2 separate regions of the Gasterosteus aculeatus genome follow, and region 2 is linked to region 1. A link is a contact called in public Hi-C data. All regions are on one chromosome and are shown on one strand. Each heading gives the region's core, a stretch centred on a gene start, on an enhancer-like site or on the middle of the called end of the contact. The rest is flanking DNA. Distances are from core to core; before and after follow the strand shown.

The links. A called contact is a pair of places that touch in the nucleus more often than the background predicts.
Region 2: a Hi-C map of liver shows a contact between it and region 1, with 4 times the contacts expected there. The contact joins the promoter of lmo4b here to the enhancer-like site in region 1. A contact is called at or near these places in 5 of 6 Hi-C or Micro-C datasets (liver, skeletal muscle, tail fin and 1 more).

Annotation. Positions count from the first base shown.
Region 1 is chr8:5,402,667-5,408,785 of fGasAcu3.hap1.1, reverse strand. All of the region lies in intron 4 of LOC144411429, which reads right to left. Among protein-coding and RNA genes, the nearest start is that of LOC144411429, 40 kb to the right of the region's middle. Within about 2 kb of position 4,440, at least 1 of the 9 cell types and tissues checked has open chromatin away from gene starts, as enhancers often do. A contact at or near this core is called in liver, where this site is marked.
Region 2 is chr8:5,506,119-5,513,070 of fGasAcu3.hap1.1, reverse strand. lmo4b (LIM domain only 4b) reads left to right here and starts at 3,914. Exons shown (of 5, transcript XM_040184881.2): 1 at 3,914-6,255.

The DNA.
Region 1 (6,119 bases), core at 3,191-5,690:
TAATGAGAGAGCCCCTCTGCCGGTCGGCGCGTCTCCTCAATTCTTATTTTTATCAATCACACGGAGGCTTACGGGCTGCAGGCACACGGTATCACACGGTGAAATCAGTCTCCAATTCCACTTAGCCGACGCTCTGACTGATTGGGGAATTAGCCTGAACGCCGGTTTAACAGCTCCCAGACAACTGTAGAACAAAAGCATCAAATGCCCTAAAACCTTGGACTTTATATTGTATTCCACACAAACTCAGAGAAATTAGCTGAAACATTTTGGATCCTTGATAACTAATACATTATGTATGAAAGCCGATGATGCTTTGTCTGAATTGATTTATTGCTACTCACAAAACGCATGCCCTGGCCACCTGGAGCTGGGCAATGTATCAATATAATATAATATCCTCAAATGAGAAGAGATATTATCTGGGATTTTGGCTGCAGTAATATTGTGATGAAGCCTAAATGTTTTATTTTCCTGCTCCTAAAGAATGTGATACAGTGGAAGCATTTCCCTTATTAGACGCGTTCTGGCTGAGGGAAATGAAACAGGATTCTCTGCACCTGCTTTCTCTAATAATGATGATGATTTCTAAAAACCTTAATATGTTCCGAAGGCACCAATAGTCATTATGTAAATATCAACACATTAACGATGTCGAGATAGTAATTTGTCGTTTTTCCAGTGTTACTTCTGTGGTGAAATGTAAGATCATAGTAACTGCGATTGGATATTCCTGAGATGAAAATATGATTCTACCTAAAAAAATGACGTGAAATTCAGTGGTTCTTTGTGGAGAACGACAAACGTGCCACTGTGCTTATGCTGTATCTTCCTGTAGCGAGATCGGCTACGAGAACATATCATTTGGGAGTTTGAAGTAAAGAACATTCTTACATTTGTGAGGATCAAAATACAAATGTCAAAAAGGTTTGTTGTTAATATCAAGACAATCAGAGTTCATGTGAGAATGCCATTACAGCCATTTGGTCCTGGGTAGCCCTAAAACTGGGACCCTAAAACTGCAAACCGCTTTGAAACAAGTCAGGCAATATACATTATATATATTTTAATCCAAGGTCAATTTACACAGAAGAAAAAGACATTATGCAAGAAAATAAATTGTCCAAAAAAAAAAAAAAAAACGAAGGGTAAAGAAATAAAAAAAAGGAATAAAAGGAAGGTTATATAAGTGAGAGGAAACACTAAATGAACCTGAAGTTATTATTCAAAGGTGGTAATAATGAAGTGAATCCCACTTTAAATCCGATACTGAACCCTCTCTGCCTGCCAACTCCAGCCGACAGGAAGTGAGCCGAGGAAGAGTCTCCATCAGGGAGCATCCTCACGGGATCCAACGGGTCTACACCCAGGAACGGGTTGGCCAAGTCCTCTAAATACAGCCAGGTTTACTGGACACACGATGCCAAAGGTAGGACTTGACCCCATTATGGTTGCCTGTAAAAATGTTATGGCTTTTGTCTAATAAACTTGACTTTCCCTTTGAAAACGAAGTCCAAATAATTTGGCCCAGAACATGTTTTGTCCGCAACTTTATAAATGATCTGTCATTTAAAATGAGTTTGTGAGTTGACAGCTGCTTGAGCGCGTCAAGATATTTAATCCAGCGCTTGAACCGTCTCCTCACGTCTCATTTCACCTCTCAAATGAACATCTTTGGAATGACGGCAGACATGCAGCACGGTAACTAAAGGGATCCCGGGTAGTATGTCATCGATTGACTCTAACAGCTTACGGTAAATCACTTTTTTTCTCCCGTCATCAATTACTCTCATTTATTTAGTGGACCATAACTCTATTTGTGAATGAAAACCTTACTCAAAAGACAAGAAAAATTAAAGCTTGTGGGTGCTGGATTGTTGGAAAAGGGAAGAAAATGAGGTGTCTAACCCAAAGTGACATTTACAAATTACCTGTTAATTTCAACCGGGTTGAGGGATGATAGGACTGAATTGCACTGACAGGAGGGTAACCGGGTAATGAAAGGCGAGTCTGTAGTGGCTAAATGGGTAACCTGCACGCGGAGGCAAAGCGGGTTTATTCCATGTGAGCACCTGAAGCGCTTTCCCGCCGTCTCCTCTGAACTGTATTCCGTCCACGCCCACCGGAGCGCCGCCCCGCAATCTACTTTTGGTCCAATTAAGCGGACGCCCGGATGATGAATAGTCACAATCAACCTTGTTATGGAGCCTGTGCTCGGGAGGATACTCGCCATGCAGAGCGAGTGCGAGAGGACGTCCGGGTGTCGGGAGTGCAAGGTGAAGTGGAGAGACTTACAGCGGTGTCACCTTGCATCCGTCCCGGCTAATGTCTGCGGAGAAAAAAAACGGCCCTCTCGGTGCCGAGACAACAAGACACAAAAAAAAACTGTTCGCCCCCCCCGCCCGCCGCACCGATGCCCTGAGCAAACATTAGGGAAGAGAAAACAGTGCCAAGTGGAAACGGGTGACATTTTGAATTGAATACCTCAATAATGGATGCGATCTCCCCGTAACCTCCATTTAGCTGGCAGAGCCAAAGCAGCACAGAATCAAGGCAGGATCCCTGAGGTCAGTGGAAACAGAGGACGTTGGTTAATGATGCCTGTGCTGCTCTGGGAGCGCCGCTCTGGATGCAAGGGAGAAGATAAACCCTCCTCCTATTAGAAATGTGTGTCCAAGAGTTTTCCTGGAATCCGGATTTAAAAACATAACCGAGTTTAGCGCTGTCGACTTCTCATCGGCCGCTGTTTTTACAACAGTCACACACATGTGAGAGAAAGGAAGAGAGACGACAGGGAGATAAGGTCAATAAGGAGTGCGCGCTGATTTGCCTTTACAAAAGGTCAGGCCGGGCTTCACAGCAACCCGACTGTCGGAGGATCCTGGCTGGAAACTCCGTAACGATCTCGGCTGTGGCTGACGGAGCACCGGACCCCACCCTGACCTCTTTAGAGAGAGGCCGGCCCCAGCGTCTCCCTCACTCTCGTCTGACCGGAGAAAACTAATGAGTGCGAGGCTGTGGGTAAAACCTAATGGGGCTCAGTAGTTTCTTTGCTCGGGGGCTGACTGCTGAAAATGAACATTTAACCACAGCTCCGGTAATTGAAAAAATGACAAGCCCGTACATACAAGGCCATGGGCCCACACAAACACGCTGACCCACCCACCCACACTCAAATTATTCTGATTATTTGCCACCTCCGGATTAGAAGCGCCCCTCCACAATGTCACTTACAGCACCAACCAGCAGCGGCGTCACAATGCACAGGGCGAAGCGGAGATGTGGAAGTAACATCAATTAAAATGAGGCCGTTAGCCTCTAGTTATGCCAGAGATGGAGTAAGTGGAGAGAGGCACAGGCTTGATGTTACAGGGACTTTACTGTGTGGGAGAAGGCTGCACAGTAACAAGCAAACTCTAAGAGGAGCAACCGTCTCCGGAACGACAAGAAGAAGAAGGGAGGAGGAGAGAAAACATGGACACATGGCTCTCTTTGGGAGGAAATAAAGAAATCCACTCAAAATGTGAGTTTCAGAGCTTAACTTTGCTCACAGCTCCACCTGCTTGTCATTCATTGACACTGACACTCGTGTCTTTGGAGATTCAACCTGTGGATGACGTGTGGTGGCTGAATAATGTGACCTTTGATCCGGAGATAAAAAAAACAAAAAAACATTGTGCAGTTTGTTTTAGAAGAGAAGTGTCTTTGTCTAAGGCTCAAAACAGGTCGATGACAGTTTTGAGTCCATAGGAGTGTTAGCTTTGGTGACCAAGTGGAGTTTGTGTGTGATTGTAGAATTTTGTTATTTAACATGTTAATCATGAATAAAAAAAGACATGGTTGGCCACAGCAACATCAAATACGGAACATTATTAAATGGAACCTGGAGATCTCAGATTGTTTAGTTGAAGGGATCAAATGACTATTATTAGGTCGAGCAGGTGCTTGTAGACACATTCAAAGGAATTGTTTGAAGTAGGAAAGCAATACTCCATTGCAAGTAGAGTTATGTATTTTAAGTTATCATAATCAAAAAAAAATACTTTGATAGACTTGTAAGGGGAAAATGCCTCTGTGCTCACCTTAAATTTTAGTTTAGCACGCGTTCATACATGATTTACAGCCAATCGTGGTCCAATATGCCGGGTAGATGTTACATTCCAATCCAGACATTTCCCAATGGAAAATATGTATTTGCACCCCATGATTGGCTTTGCTGAAAGTTTGATTCACTCATGGATCGTCCAATCACCCCCTCATATAGCAGTTCATTTTATTAAGAACCTGCCCAGTCTTCATAAGCTGACTGATCCCAGCAGCAGCCTGTTCCACAGACTGCCATCATTTCACGTCCTCTTCCTGTGGGTTAGAGCGAGTCATGGTTGTATATTGAGTAGTAGTAGTGGTGATGCACCTACCTGGAGACTTGGGGAGGAGATATACTACATAGTTAGATATACTGACCAGCCCTCCTATGCTACAGTAGCTATTGCAAGTATACTGAATGTCTACACATGCTGCCTTTTCTGTTTAATGATTGGCTCAGTGAATAAAGACCTTCCTTTACAGGGTTGCTTCTTAATTGTAGGCCTTCTTTCCTGGCTGCCAGGTGAAAGTGGTTTCCTTTAACAATGTGATTTGTAGGATTTAATGGGTTTTCACTGTTTGCAGTTTCACATCCTGAATGTATCCTTCAAAACATATTATAGACCCATATGTGCTTTTCTACCAAATCTCTTTTACCAGCCGTATTAGTGACAGTGTGGGCTCCATAGTGACGTAGCTCTGACAGCTTACACGTGGCGGGGCTAAGTGATGTGTTTAGTGACAAATAACAGCAACAAAAAATGAGTGCAAGGGACACGGAGCAGGTGAAGCATTGGGCTTGGTGCCGCGTTCGAGAAAGGCCCAGCAGCCATTTATCGCATATTACGACAAGCCTACTTGCATCCGATAAAGAACTCTTCTCCGTTTCTTTGGGAACCTCGGTGCTGCGTTTGACACCATTAATCATTGCATCTAGAACATTTGACTGGTAATAAAAGGAACTGCACTCAGCTGGTTTAAGTCGTATTCATAAGAATGATCCAAGTTTGTGTTTGTAAATGGTGAAACCTTGATGACCACCATGAACTTTCTTTGTATGCAGACGATACTTAATTGTATCTATCGATCAAGCCAGACGAGTACTACCATAATGCCCTATTAAAGAGCTCTGCTCCATAAATGCTGGGTTACCTGCGGTTCCTAGAGTCTTAAAAGGTAGGATGGCAGTTAGAGCTTCAGTTATCAAACTCCTCTTTTGTGGGAACCAGCTTCCACTTTCATTCCGGGGGGCAGACAGTCAGCTCATTTAAGACAAAGCTTAAGATCTTCTTTGATACCGCATATGAAATCGGGCTGGCTCAGGTTAGCCTGGACCAGCCCTTAGATAAGCCGCTGTAGGCATAAACTGCTGGGGGACCTTCCTAGGACACGGTGAGCTCATGTCTCCTTCTCTCTCTCCCCTTCTATAAGAATTGACATCTCATTAAATCACATCACTAATTCATCTTCTCCAGAGTTTTTGTGATTTTTTGATCCATGGATAATAGTTATATCTGACCCTGGTGTTGCTGTCATTATTATTAGTCACATCACTGTAATGGTCATCATAAACATACATTACTGACTCGGCCTCCTTCGTGAAGTCTTTGTGCTTTCCCTCTCCACAGGCATGGTGGTTACATCTGGAAAGTGGTTGTTCCTGCAGTGGTCCTGCCGTGTACACTTGGCTAACTACTTTCAATATTTGGATAATTTCTGTCACATGCATTGAACGTATTGTACATGTTTTATGTTGTTCATTCTGATAAATTACATCTATTGCGTTCATTCCATCTCGGGAGGGTTCGCCCCAAGGTTTCTTCCCGTTTCCTCCCTGCGGAAGTTTTTTTCTGTGGGAGGGGGGCTTTTTCCTGTGTCGATGGGAGGGTTCTCGGACAGAGGATGTCGCAAGTGTACGGATTGTAAAGCCCTGTGAGGCAAATGTGTAATTTGTGATTTGTGGCTATATCAAATAAATTGTTTATTTTATATTCTATCTAGAAGTAAATATTAATGCTCCGGACTTAACTCAT
Region 2 (6,952 bases), core at 2,665-5,164, 100 kb before region 1:
TAGTTTATGATGTGTCAGGTTACTCTGATAATGTTGGCCCCACAGGTTCTCATGTAGAAACGTTTTTAAAAAAATACATCTCCTATGAACCTCTCACACAACATTAGACCATGATTAGCCTCAATAGCCACAATACCAGCCTGAACTTTAAGAGTTCTACGACCGTCTTCAAACTACAAGTCTCGTGCCATAATGGCTACCAAAGCTGTGCTGTGGCACCTGGTCTGCACGAACACAACTTCAGCTGGTCGCACCACCCAGCTTGGGTGATGTTAAGGAATAAGCAGACCGCCTGGCAAAGGTTGCGCTGTTTCCATGCCTTTCATAGTCATTCAAATACAAACGGGTCCTTCAAACTAAATCAAGTAAAGTATTTACTAAATTGGTTTAATAGGGTTTAGGGTACAAAACGTTTAAAGTGTTTATAAAAACAGGGACTGTGTTGGTCATTTCAAGTTAAGTTACGTTTAGGGAAAGAATGTTTTGCACTAGATCACAGTATGTCAACATAAAAGGCATCTGAATGAATAACCAATACTATTGTTTCTGCAAAAAAAAAAATAGTGCTAAGTAAAAGTAGGAGCAATGCAAATTTTCTGAAGTGTTCATGCATGCAAATAATCGGCTTGAGTACAACAGTTTGACTGCTACCAGTTTGGATTTGTTATTGGTGCCTAATCTTCTCAAATCCTGAAGCTCAACCCCCCCTTCAACCCCCGTCGAGTGCCACTCTCCACCGTCAGTTTCTCATGGCAGTAAACAGAAAGGTTTTCCTGTTCATTCTTCTGTGTCTGAGACTCTGTGTCTCTCTGGGAAGAATGCCGCTCATCTGAGATGTCTGCAGGTTGTCAAAGCTGGAGAGGGAGGAGTGAGGCTAAGGCCAAGCCCGAGGCAGCCCCGAGACAAACAACAGAGGCATCTGTGAGTGGAAGCCATCATCAGTCATCCTAAAGAAATGATCCCCTCCGCCGTGTGCCACTGATCAACGAGGAGCGGCGTGCGCGGACCGCGGCCTCCACGCAAAAAGACCTTCTTTCATCATTGGCCTGTATTAATTCACATTAAAGGGAGCAGATAGCTCTGCTTCGTACCACTTCTTTCATTTGATGTTTTACACAAATCAACAAAGATGGACCAGGTTGATTTGGCGCGGTGCCTCGCTGACAGAAAATTCTGGCAAGGCGCAGATGTAGGTATGCCATATCTGAAACAAACAAAGGGAAGACATCATCTCCCACGGTGCATTGTTAAACAGCGACTGCTTGCACACGATGCAGCGCGTTGCAGTATATCAAAAAAGGAAAAGAGCAGTCATTCAGTAAAGTGGGGTTAGAGCTGAATGAAATATGCTCCCAATTATGGCAATGTGTGTAAGGAGCTAATAAAGTGAATGTCCCTACAAGACACTGAACCGTAATGGATACCAACTAATTTGCTTTGACTGATGAATTTCCCTCTCCAGTTGTGTGGGGTTGAATAATTATGAAATCTATCACAAGACATCGGGACTCATTAAGGATTCATGACATTTCATTAAAGCAATGTTGTTAGAGGCAGCACATGGTGTTCTGTTTGTGTTTGTACGTGTGTGCATGCAGAGAGTGAGATAGTGTGTAGAAGTAATTATCCAGCGATTAAAGCACTTAAAGGAAGGGCTGTTTTTTGCTGCTCCGTCATTTAATTTCTGAATTCCGTCACTCAAAGTCTTTTTTCTTCTTTTTCCGTCGCCGAGATGTTTTCTGCCTCCGTTGTGCACATTCATTACTGCGAAGGGCTTCTGCTGTGTTTGAAAATGTGCACCCTGATCCATCAAAAACCCACAAAATCCATTACATTTATATAAAACTGTCACAACAGACTAGATGGGTTCATTATACAGGCCTAGCTTTACAAGAAAAGTTTGCCTGTGGAGCCCAAATCCTGTGCAGGCAGGAGTGTAACTAGTTAACAACGGGAAACAAAAGCCCCTACTTGTTAAGATTGGTATCAAACGCTTTGTGCATTTTTTTCCCTTTTTCCAACGTTATCCGCCGATTGACTGGATGTGAAATCTGTGGTTCTCACTATCGTTCCAATGCTTCAGAGGGACCGAACCGCACCTACCGCTTTGAGTAACTGGACGGGAAAGTGACCTGAAACAACACCAATTCATTTAGAGGCCGCGGACCGGTGGCTGGGGACCCCTGCACCAGAATCATAATTTCTACAACAACTGAAATACACTGTTTAAATTCTGCAGCTAGACAAGCTGTTGCTCCATCTTTCCTATCTTAACGTTGGGCTTAAAGAGGCCCTGAGCGCAGCTAAAATGCACAGAAATAAGCGTAATATGAGTGTTCTTACATCAGAAGGATATTTCCCTAAAAAGTTGACAAAAATGCCTTTGAGGACGATAATACTTCACGTCCTCCATGCTGACCCATTTGTATTGTGTGCATGTGACTTGTGTCCCAAACGAGGCTGTTCTGGATTCAAGCATTACTTTATCTCTCGATCTCCAGACACTGTATTGGCCCTGACATATTTCTTTCCAGAGTTGTTGCACTGCCCAGAGTTTGTGAAATCACCCGCACAGGCTTTGAAGAAAGCCAGTGACACACAGGGGTGGTTAATTGAGTTCTTCATTACTATTTACTTAAACTCACTTGGCCTCTGTTTAATTACAAAACAACAAAAGAACAAGATCAATACCGCCAAGTAAGTGAAGTAAGACATCTTGAGAGGGTGGGATTGAGCAAAATACTTGTGGCTGCTTCATTGTTTCATGACCCAAGTAGAGCTGGAACCACGTGGGAAGGTGGCAGGAGCACAGAGAAGATACCACGAGAGAAAGCGACACCACCATCAACTCAGATTGAAGGGTTTGGTTGACCTGATTTAGTCATGCTTATTTAAGTGACACCGCTACTACACATCACATCGCAGTGGAGTATTAATTGGCCATGTATTCAAATGAATATGGTCTTAGTATCTCACAGAAGCATCAACATGTTCTTCAGCATGTACCACCGGACTTTAATATAAAAACTGCCAGGGTTTTAAGGAGTCTAGATGGTTCGAGAATTTGTTTTCTCGCCTAGTTACTAAGAGGTACATGAGAAGATTGATCTTCTACAGTCGCTGCAGGCTAATGCTAGCAGACGGCTAGCTTAGCATGAAGGCTGGAAATAGGATGAAAATAGTCGGGCTAAATTGAGCATGATGTTCCCTTAGTAAGTGATGGTCGCATTTAAATTAAAACAGAGCGTACTGCAGCGGATGGAACTGGGCTACCTTGTGTTTGACCTGTTAACCAAGATGGCCCCCGCCTAGAAGCTTCAGCTTCAAATAACCCAGTCCACAAACCGACAGGACGTCACCGTGGCCACATCCCTGTTGTATACGGTTTATGAGGGTAACCTTTCAGATGAAACACAGACAGTGAGTCCGATGACAAGTGAGCTGTTCATCCCTTTTTCTGTCCTTGAGTTCCCGCACTTGATGCTCAGCTAAACTGACTGCAGGTTGCGTTTGCGTATTTAGCATCGGCTAACAGACATGATACTTATGTTGACCTTCCCCTCTCACCCGTAGGCAAGAAAGCAAGTCATTTCCCAAATTGTCAAACTATTCCTAATGTGTTTTCATAGCCAGTGACTCATTTGGAAGATTTCATTTGGAGATCTTTGTGCCAAGTCTGCCATCCTCCGTTCAGTCATGTTGGGGGTCCTCTGTATCTGTAGATAATCTGAACTCCAATCTTCCCTCATCAGTCTGCTCAGCTAACGGAATATCCTTCTCTAAAAGACGGCACGCACACACACACACTCACACACACTCACACATCCGGTAAAGCAAGTGGGATGCTAATTCACAAACAGGAGGAAAAAGGCCACATTTTGCTGTGGTAAACAATGCAATGTGATCTCATGGTGAGTGGGAGAGAAAGTGACCTGCGTGTTGTTTAGTTAGAAGATTGTCTGTGGTGTGTAAACTCGCGGATTGAAAGCGGGCTCTCAGTGCCACGTTAATAGAATATATATATATATATTGTGTATAGAGTGGAACCCAATCTGAAATTAACCACCGTGTTGAATGTGACTCTCTGGCTTTTTCCCACAGGGCAAGCCGCTTCATTACGTGGTCTCCTTTTCATCTGGGTGAGATCACCCCTGTGGGGAGTATCAACACGGCGAGCCACGTCCGACGCTCTCTTGTCCCCGTTTAAACATTGAAATAGTGTTGCCGCATATTGTTGTGTGCCTCTGTGTTGTCTTCTTTCATCTAGCGTGCTTCATAATGCTTGGAGACTGCCACAGGACTGAAAGATCTCAGTGAAGAAATTAGATGATGAATTTCCAAGGGACCCCCCCCCCCCCCCCCTATTTTCTCCCCTTGCCTAAATCCTCTCCCCAACTCACGCAGCTCCCTGACCCCTCCACCTACTCCTCACTTCAGCTAGCCATAATTATTTTGCAAAAGAGCTCGATAAGAAGAACACACAGTAATTTCTCTTACCCTGTTGTAAAAAAAAAAGCTCATTAAAATGGGCTGCAACAAACAAAGCTTTTCCTGGGAGGCCCCCTTTTGAAATTCGTTTTATAATTTCCCTCTGTTTTAATCATTTATATCAATTAATCATTCCTTGGTGGAAAAGATATTCTTTGCCGTCTTCGGTGTTTTTTTGTTCTGGTGAGTGAGAGGCTTGATGAGGATGTCAGGAGAATGTGGCTCAAACCAAGGTGGAGTAGCGTCGGCTTTGCCAAAGGGAAATCAGCTTGATGCTGCACAATCTCTTCGGAGCTGCAGGAATAATTAAACAATTAAAGTCAAGAAAGAGATCATCTTTATAAATCTGATGTCTTTCTAATGAAGCCCGGGGCATCTTATAATGGAGCGGTTTTGTCATGTAAAATCAGTCAACCCTGTGAATCCCAAACAACTTTTCTCGGAGGCAACTTTTCTCCATCTCCTTTTTTCATAATTTATTTCAAAGACGTCACTTGTTTTTCACGTGAGTCCCGGCTTTAAGCTGAAAGAGGAGGATCTCCTTTCTCTTTCAACACCACGTTCAGCGGCATGTCAGCACCACATTATTTGTATTAGGAGGTGTTGCAATCGCTTCCAGTTCATCTTGCCTTTGAAGTCTCACGTGATGGTGGAAACTCAAAACCGGAGGTCTCCATGAATCCGAGGATCTCAGCCAAATCGAGGTCTGGCGGATTAGCCTTAATAGGTGTTGAAACCGATGACCCGGGGCTTAATGAGTCTGGACACGACAGCAGGCCCTGCAATTACTTGCAGTGACAGACGATGGCGCCACTACGCAGCTATTAGGCCTGGATATTTCCCAGAGGTTGGAGTCACCCTCTGTAAACTAAGTAGTTATTGAATGTCAACTAATTAAACTGAGACGTGAGATGAATGCGGTTCCTTTTTTTGTTGAAAAAATGCCCCGTCTGCCCTTGTACGACACACCGACGGAGACGGAGATCCATCCGTCTTCATGAGGATAACGTTCAGCCATCGCGGCCGTTCATTCATTCCCTTTGTCTACAGTGTGACGAAAGAACATAAATCACGCAATTTATTGCAGCAAATAACTAAACGCGCTATTATGCGGGCGTTCCCCGCTGCCCGCGTCGGGGTTTTAAAGTGTGCACGCTCGTCAACGCGCCTCTCCGGCCGCTCGCGCCTCCCCGCTCCATCCTCCTCCGCGCGTCCGCGAGTCAACCTCGAGCGCGCTCCCATTGGCCCGCATTTGTTGTCTCAGTTAAATGGACCGCGCTCCGATTGGCTGCGGCGGCGCCTTCGTCACGTGGCCGAAAGGTGTTTTTACTGGTCGGTTCCCGTCAGCGACGCACGCAGACCGACCGAGCAGCTCGCGGGACCCCAACGCAGCACACCGGAGCACGCGCGCAGGTATCGCCCGCGCGTATTTTCAACCCCCTCCTCCTCCTCCTCCTCCTCCTCCTCCCGGCTTCCTCCGCTCGGACGCGCAGACCTGTAATCACTGTCTGGCGATGGACTCCTTTTGTTCCGACGAAAAGAAGAGCAGCAAAGCGGCAGCAGCCCGGCGGCCGACCAGTGGAAATACTATCTGATAACTCCATCTGCGTGGACGTCCAGGCTCGAGCTCTTTTTTTTATTTTTTGTATTTTATTCTTTCTTTTTTGTTGGGGTGGGGGGGGTGGGACTATCGCAGCCTACCTGTTTACGCTGCTACGCTGCAAGTCATCAACTTTACAGCCATTACTCTTAAAAGAGACAAGCGAGGTAAGCGTGGCTTTTATTATCAGCGCTACTTCGCACCGCGAAAGTAGCCTCGCCTCTTGTGTTGCTCCTCAGAATGCTAGCGGTGATATCTGATAGCCTGTGTTATTCCTGCGGCGTTATCTCCTTACACCCGTGCCTCCTTGCCTCCTTGCCTCCTTACCTCCTTGCCCTGAAAAGAAAAAGAAAAAAAAACCACCAGCGCCACATTTACTTCATTCTGCAGCGGCCGCTGGGGCTCCTTCGCACATGGCTTCTATGTTTTCTCGCTCTTTCTATTTCCACCACTCGCTCTCTGCGTCCACACCGCCTGCCCGTGTAATTGCTTGAGTTGGCCCATTTAAGTTAAAGCCCCCCCCCCCGTCCTTTTCCCCCCCTCCTGTCCCCTTGCATCTCTCAGCGGGGAGAAAAGAAAAAAAAAGGAAACTCTCTGAATGAAACTTGACGATGGTCCGTGTTGTTTATGCAGGGAGTCACTTTCAGGTCGGCTTTTTGGATTCATCTCCCTTTTTAGATTTAATCAGCACTGAGGTTCGCTGTGGTTTGTCCCTGAGAGCCATCACTAATGGGCTTACTGAATGCTTTTCTGTGTGCACCCCCCCCCCCCCCCCCCTTACTCCCCCACCCCCTCCCCAACTATAATTAGCCTACCTGCCTTTCAACAAAGATTTGTCTTTATCCAGGCTTGTAGTCTACGCGG